Linked DNA regions of Mus musculus: region 1 is linked to region 2. The links are chromatin contacts, called in public promoter capture Hi-C maps. All regions are on one chromosome and are shown on one strand. The core of a region is the stretch at or near the end of the contact, and the rest is flanking DNA. Distances in the headings are between cores, read along the strand shown.

Region 1 (3,643 bases), core at 1,087-3,586, 1.6 Mb after region 2:
GCTGATTCCCAACCCCTTGGGATTCTACCACATATCCATACCTAGAAACCAGTTAGGAAACCCTATTCTCCTCAAGCCAGGGTCTAGATGGGCAAACTCTGCTACAGGTCTGGCTACTGCATGGACCACACCCCAGCTCACTCAAAGCCCTATAATCTCAAAAGCTTCAGCCTTGTCTCCAGTCCCTGCCAACCACTGACCATAAGCCAAACTCTTGCTAATTTCCCCTCAACAGAGGGACACATACCAGGGCCAGGAATTCTGCAGGCTGCAAGCCAGGCTTCTGCTGGTTCTCAGTCTGGTGTGTGTGTGTGTGTGTGTGTGTGTGTGTGTGTGTGTGTGTGTGTGTACACAAATAAGGGTAAGTGCATGGAAAGAACCCCGAGTAGGGTAGGGATGACTGCCCCCGACTATCTATCACTCTTTACAAATTAGAAGTAATAGCACAAAGCTGTTCTGCTTCCCTCTACTTGCCACCTTCCACCTTCCCATCTGCTGGCTTCCCTAGATCTCTGCTAAGACCCTAAAGAAAAGGCACTAATCCTTTTCCTGATCTGTAGCAATACTAATCATGAACAATCAGCAATAATATTGACCCTGACACTGCTCAGCACCATCCTATAAACACAGATAATTGTTTGCATGCACCAATTTATTTAATCCCTGCACACATCCATGAAGAAAGGGTTACCAGTCTCTTTGACAAATGGGGAAAATCAAGGTTCAACAAGTGACATGCCTCCACTAAAGTTGCGAACTAGTAGTTAGGAGCCGTGTCCCTAGTAGAATCCATGTTCTCCATATACCAGGTTTTCCTGCACCTCCAGATACAGGGACCTCTGGCTTACTGTGTCATAGATCTGGAGGTCCCAAACACAATATGGGTATCTGAAACAGAAACAGAGAGCCATGTGATAGAAGCCAGGGCCCACAGTGTGGGGACCACTACGTTATTCCTGTCCCCTGTATATTGTCATGGGGATTGGTTCAAGCGCTCTCAGAGCCCAGGACCTGAATGTGCTCCCTACCCCCACCTTACCTTCCTCTATTCCTATAGCAGCTTCCTCCCACTAGCTGGGACACATCTTCCAGGGTGAGTGAGCAAAGGTATGTTACCTGTAGGTAGAGACTGGGAAAAGAATAAAGGAAGGAATGAGGGGTGGTCTGCACTAGGAGCAGCCTCCTTGTCATATCTACCCACCTGCTTGGTGCCCAGGTTCTCTGTCTCTCTTACAGACACACAGACACACACACATACAGATCACAATTCTGCAAACAACCTAAGGAACCTGGAGAAGGAGAAAAGGAAGCTGCAGGCATTGTGAGAACAAGGCTCAATGAGCTCCCAGGTACCCCTTCCACAGCTAGCACACAAGGAATGGTCTTGTGTCTAAACGTGACTATAATGATAGAAGCAGACCCTGTAAGGGGTTGGGGGTGGAGAAACAGGTGGTGGTTCCCTTTCTTATGGGACATTCAGGATTAAAGAAGATGGGGAAAGATAAGCAGTCTTGGGGTTTGAGTGTTGTCATACTCAGTGATGAAGCAGAGAGACTAACAGAGAGACAGGAAGCATGACAGTGATAGAGACTGAAATATATGGAGAGACAGAGAAGTCCCAGCCCCCCTCCTCCCCTAGCTCCTTTATGGAAGAATGCTGACTACTTACCTGGGTTCTCTTAGCAGGACTGTCTTGGAATTCAGGAAGGAGACTCACTCTGTCTCATCCAGGATAAACCACAGCCCAGGCCACATTGTGGGACCCTCACTGATCTGGCAGCCAGTGACACTCCTGCTTCTGTTGCCGTGGATACAGCCTGGTTGATCTAAATCACTGGCAGCAAGGGAAGCAGGTGCCAGAGGGGTGCACTTGGTAGAGCTGGAGATGTTGGGGAACACCAGGTGGGCAGCACACAGCTTTGGGGTGCCCAAGTAGCGGGCAGATGGGGGTCCTGGTAGGTGCTTCTCCCACTACACACTCCCACCCCCATCTTCATGCCACCGCCGGTCTGGGAGGGGGCCAGTGTTGGCTCCGCTACTGTTCTGCCTGCCTAGCTACCGGTTCCCCCCCACCCCCCACCCAGTCTGCCTGCTGGCCGCAGCCTTTTGTCCTCAGAAGACACGGTCCCAGCGGGGCCTCTGCCAAGCTTCTAGCAGATGCTCAGGGTCCTGGACTCCTCCCTGGGAACACAGGAGCCATGGCTTGGGAGGGCCCCAGGTTAGGGGCACACTCTCATCCAGGCTAACCCCACTCTCCGGGCCTGGCGAGGATGGAGAAGAGGTGCAGGTCCACAGCCAGAGGCAGTAGCAGAGGTGGTGTTGGGGAGGGGATGGACGCCAGAAAGAGGGGGAGGGGTGGAGGGAGAGAGAGGCTGGCCTGATAGCCGTGTCCCAGGTTTTAGATCCGGGTTGAGAAGGGTGGCTCAGAGCATCCAAGGGGGGTCCTGAAGCGAGACGAAGGTACAGTGGACCTGCTGGAAGGAATTCCTGGCCCGGGAATCACCCCGCTTCACACAAATCCAGATTCCGTGATGCGGGAAACACCTAGCTTGGATAGGGTCTCAGTGAGGAGTCCTGGCCCCTTAGCTAGACCCTGTGTAGCCTGTTGGTCCTCCCCTCTCCTCGATTTGCACAGTCCCTGCCCGAGGGGCGGGTGGAGGAGGGAGGGAAGGAGGGAGAGCAAGGGAGGGAAGAAGGGAGGCTGAGCAGCCGGGAGACTCCCAGCCACCAGCAAGGTCCTCCCTGGGGCGGGGCGGCTGGGGTTGGGGGAGGGGGCTGGCGAGACCGGGAGAACTTGGCTGCCTGGCTTACTGAATGGGGATGCTTGGTGTGGTGTGGTGGTTGTTCTTGCCAGGACAATAGCTGACTGACAAAATCAGGCTCAGGCCTTTCTGACTTGAGAGAGGCCTGTGTGGAGGTGAGGGGAAGTAGCCAAGAGGTTGCTGAGATAGCAACTTGCTTAGGATACTCGTGCAATGAGGGCAGAGCTTGTAAAGGTCTGGGGTCCGGTTTTGGACAAAGATTCAGGGGAAATTTCTTAGGTTTGGTATGGAAGGTTTGGAAGATAAGGTAGATAGCCTTATTTAGGATGGGGTTTTATGGGTAGGCTCTGGAAGTTGGCTTGGAGAGAGGTGGAGGAGGAGTCAGACACCCAACTCGGAGCCCCTGTGAGGATACCCACAATGATAAATCTACTTTCTCTGGGCCAGGAGGCAAGCATGAACACATACTTAAGGCTGTGTTCCAGGACAGCATGAAGCAAAAGATGAGAAGAATGCCTGGGAAACAGACATGGGAAGACCAGGGAATACAGTTCTGTTTTGAATTGGTTTAAATAGGGACCAAATGATGCTGTGGTGGTTCCTCTAATTTGTAGCAGTCAACAATTCCAGTTCTCTTGATATAAAACTTGTATTTTATTTGTTTTCTTACCCCACTTGTTGGTTCATTCATTAACTAGCTTTATGTAGGTCCAGTGCTGGACTCAGCTGAGTTGGGTAAATCAGACTTGCTGCCTGCCCTTATGAAAACCATGATCTGCTACCAACCTGTGGGCCAGGAAGTCATGCACCTGCCTCTGGATCCCTCTGGTACCTGTGAAATCTAGATCCCCAGGCCTGCTCTCTGGAAATATAAATCTGGT
Region 2 (3,827 bases), core at 151-2,650:
GCCAGCGCGGCAGCTCTGAGGACCCCGCCCCCTTTTCCCAGCGCACCCCCCCCCAGCCGCAGGCTTAGAGTGCGCATGCGCGTCTTCTGCAGCGCCCTTTCAACCCCGCCTGCTTTCCCAGTACAAACCCGTTCTTTGAAGTCCACCGTGCACATGCGCATTCAGCAGCTGGCCCAGTCTCTGCGAGCCCTTCTCAACACGCCCCTTTCTAGCTATACATAAAGCGCATGCGCAATGTCCACGGTCTCAGTCCAGCACCCAACTCCTATACACGCCCCTCTCCAGGTCCGCAATGCTGTTCAGCCCCGCCCCCTCCCCAACAAACCTTCCATCCAAATTGTCGCAGTGTCTGGTGGTCCTAGCCCCTCCCCTACTCACAACCACCCTATCAATTTCACAGAGCCTCCAGGTCCCGCCCTTTATCCTAACACGCCCCCCTCCAAACGGTAAAACCCAAATTGGTTTGGCTCCTTCCCTGTAACACCCCCTCCTCAACTCAGGATTGAACTAGTGATTCCATCTTAGGCCCAGCCAAACGGGGTCCAGTCCCCTCCCTTCCTAGCTGGATGGATTCGGTAAGATTTGGCTCTTAAGGCAGGTTTTCTCCAGATCCCAGAGGGTGGGGCCGACCCCTAGCAGGCTCTCATCCAAAGCTGGGGCCCATGACTTACCTCGTCCTCCTACAATTCCCGAGTGTGTCCACTCTCTCCAAGCCCCTCCGAAACTCAGATACTGCCCTCCCCACTAAAGGCCGGAAGTGGTCCCGCCCCTTTCCGCCTCCCTAGGGGGCCTCCGTCCCAGCCCGTCTGCCCCTCCCCCCTCAACACTCCTTATTCCCCCCCTCCCTATTCCCTTGCCTAACTCCGGACTCCCTATTTCCCATCGCATTTCCTATTTACTCTACAGAAATCTCTTCCCATTCCTTACATCCTTCTCTGTGTTACCTATGCAACCCCCCTCCCCAGTGTCCCTTAACCCTTCTCTGCATCCCCTATTCTTGTCCCTGGATCTCGCCTTCCCCTTCTTATTTCCCCATATTCTTCCTTCTCCTCCAAGCATGCACAGTTCCCCTTTTTCTCCCCTCCACCTCTGCCAGTCTCTGCTGTCCAGTTCATATACAGCTTACTACTTTCTTGGTCGTTCTCATTCTCACACCGCATCAAATGCAGCACTTCTGCTCCAGCTATAGTGGTCAAATAAGAATTGCCCACCTGCCCAGCTATAGGTTTCAGGTAGTTAGAACCACTGTCTGCTCACCAGGAAAGCCCAATGTTGTTCCCTCACCTTGTCCTCCAGTGAGTCTGGGATGCGTGTGCCTGCTCCTCTCAGTCCCTCTCGAAGTCTCAGCCTCCTGGACTAGAGCTGCAGACAGCCCAGCCCAGCCCAGCCCCTTTCCGCAGCCCCCTACCCCCCGCCCCCTTCCTCGGGGGTGGGGCAATGGGGCCCTGCTCAATGCTGTCTGACGCCAAAGCCCATGTTTATGCCTCTGTACCAGGTTCGGTCTGAAGCCCTTCCAACCCAAACTGCCCCCACGAAAACGATTCATTCATTGAAATTATTTATTTTATATCGTTATTTTTCTTACTACAAAAGTAGTGTGTTGTCATGTGAAAACCAGAGAAATGCAGAAATATGTAACAGAAAATTAAAAGCTATCTTTAATCTCCTTCCTCAGAAATACTCATGACATTGAGTACTTTGATAGACATTCCTCCATTAATTTTTTAATTTGTAGTCTGATTATGTGCACTTTCTCCCTACACCGGCTATACTAGTTACCTACTGTTCTGTAACTGCTTTTTTTCAAGTTATATATTCAAACCTCTTTCCCTTAGCATATGTTTTTTTAGAAATGTATAATGTTTTCTTGTATAACTGTCCTATAATTTATTTACTTAGTTCAGCTTCGTGTACTTTCTGGGTTGTTTCCCCCTTTTCGAACTATTACAAACAATGCTACAAGGACCATCCTGGTGTCTATATTGGACTGTTTTGTTGTTTTATTATGTTTTGCTGATTCAATTCATTTGAAAAAACTACCATTTTCAGCGTAAGTTAACTGTACAAAGTAATGACTTTTATTATGGCATTGACAGATTCACCCTCAATAACGTTTTTCACTAGTTTGAAATGGCACTTCTGTTGCCTGATAAATTCACATAAACAACTGGGTGTCTTCATGAGAACAAGATAAAATGTAAAGACAAAGAGAAGTAGACAAAATATCATTAGCAATAGAGCAGGTGAATGCAGACCCAGAAAAAGCTTATTATAAACTATAATTCACGGTAGTTATAGAAATAAAATTCAAGATCTTTCTTATACACAAATAGTCAGAAGTCTGCTTCTTGAGGTCACCTTTGCCCATACTGGACAAATGAAAGATAGCCAATCCTTATGGCTTTATGGACAATTTGATTCACATACATTTTCACACATCATCAAGGCGGGTTTATATATTCGTTTCATTTCCTATAAACTGTTACTTCCCCCAAGTTTGTAATGTCACCCTTCTACTTTCTTATCTCCTAGGCTCTCTCTGCTGAGCACAAATGAATAGTCTCTCATTTTCTTCCAATTCTGGTGCCCCAAATTCCTATCCTATCCAACTTATGGAAAACTTCCAATACCAAGAAAATAAAGTTCTCAAACCTGAGGGTCCTGAGGGTCTATGAAAGCACCCTACAGCTGGTCACCACATAGATGTTGTAGGTGTGTGTTTTAGAAGATCTTAGGTGTTGTATGGGGATTAAGTGTCTTCTTGGAACTAGAGAGCATAGCTATGACCTTGGTAGTCATCCAAACAAGCAGTGCTTGTGGTTTGGCCTAGAGTGTTAGCAGGGGAGATAGTGAGGAGATTGGTGGGGGCGGGGTGGACTGCTAGGACTTGATGAGTAATTGGATTGTGGAGGGGTGGATTGGAAGGAGGAACATAGTCAAATATTGGCATCTTTCTTTAACAGATAGTGCAGATAGTGACCCTTTCAGTGAGTCATGGAATAATGGAGTTAAAAAGGAAAAGAACATTGATTTTATGGCACTGGTGGTACATCCAGGTAGAAATGTCAAATTGGCAGTTGGATAAGCCTGTCTGAGAATCAAGAAAAAGGTCCGAGTAGAGGGTATCAATCTAGAAATTGGCACTTGTATACTTTAGGGTAGTAGTGCAGTAAATAACAAGAACTTAATTCCTGACAACTTTGCTGAATTTCCTTTAATGAGAAACATGTATGCCTCATTCAGCCATTGTATTTTCGAGTCTACACTGTGCCCCAGTTTCCTGGTGGTTCTCAGTGTCATATTGGTATTCATGACAGTGAGTGGATTTTCAAGAAACACCTATCTCTATTTGCCAACCTTTTTCTTCTGAAAATTATATCTAGTTGCCCATATACCAGTTAAACAACACACTTTACTATCAGAAGATGTGTTCTCTCACCTAGGAACTTCTTCCCATGAAACTGCTTTCTGTGTGCTCTGTTAACAATTTCTAACATTTAGAACTCCATGTTGATTCACTTGTGGTCTCTGGAGGAACAGAATTAGAACCTTGCATACTATTGAATTTAATGAAGTAAGCTCAATTCATGTTCATCAGCCGGGCAATGCCCTTCCTCTCTTTTACTTCCTTCCTAACACAATGGCATAAATATCCTTATCTTAGGACCTTGAGAGGCAACCTTATCTGAAGAGAAAAACCAATTAGTTAAAAAAATCTTTACTGTTTGACTAAGGAAAATTTCTTTCATTTTCTTCTTATGAACTGTAGAATCTTTTGATCATCAGCATTAGTCTACAGAATCTGAAAAGCCCAAGTCATTATGCCC

What was found. Promoter capture Hi-C pulls out the DNA fragments that hold promoters and counts their contacts.
Region 1: a promoter capture Hi-C map of liver shows a contact between it and region 2, with 3 times the contacts expected there. The contact joins the promoter of Gpr173 here to the promoter of Maged2 in region 2. A contact is called at or near these places in 2 of 39 promoter capture datasets (cranial neural crest and liver) and 1 of 115 datasets of contacts at active chromatin or transcription factors (astrocytes).

What each region holds. Positions count from the first base shown.
Region 1 is chrX:152,366,382-152,370,024 of GRCm38.p6, forward strand. It overlaps Gpr173 (G-protein coupled receptor 173), which reads right to left and starts at 2,337. Exons shown (of 4, transcript NM_001359449.1): 1 at 1,670-2,337; 2 at 1,040-1,129; 3 at 740-888. 3010001F23Rik (RIKEN cDNA 3010001F23 gene) reads left to right here and starts at 2,191. Exons shown (of 4, transcript NR_045451.1): 1 at 2,191-2,313; 2 at 3,461-3,641.
Region 2 is chrX:150,812,945-150,816,771 of GRCm38.p6, forward strand. It overlaps Maged2 (melanoma antigen, family D, 2), which reads right to left and starts at 1,401. Exons shown (of 13, transcript NM_030700.3): 1 at 1,285-1,401.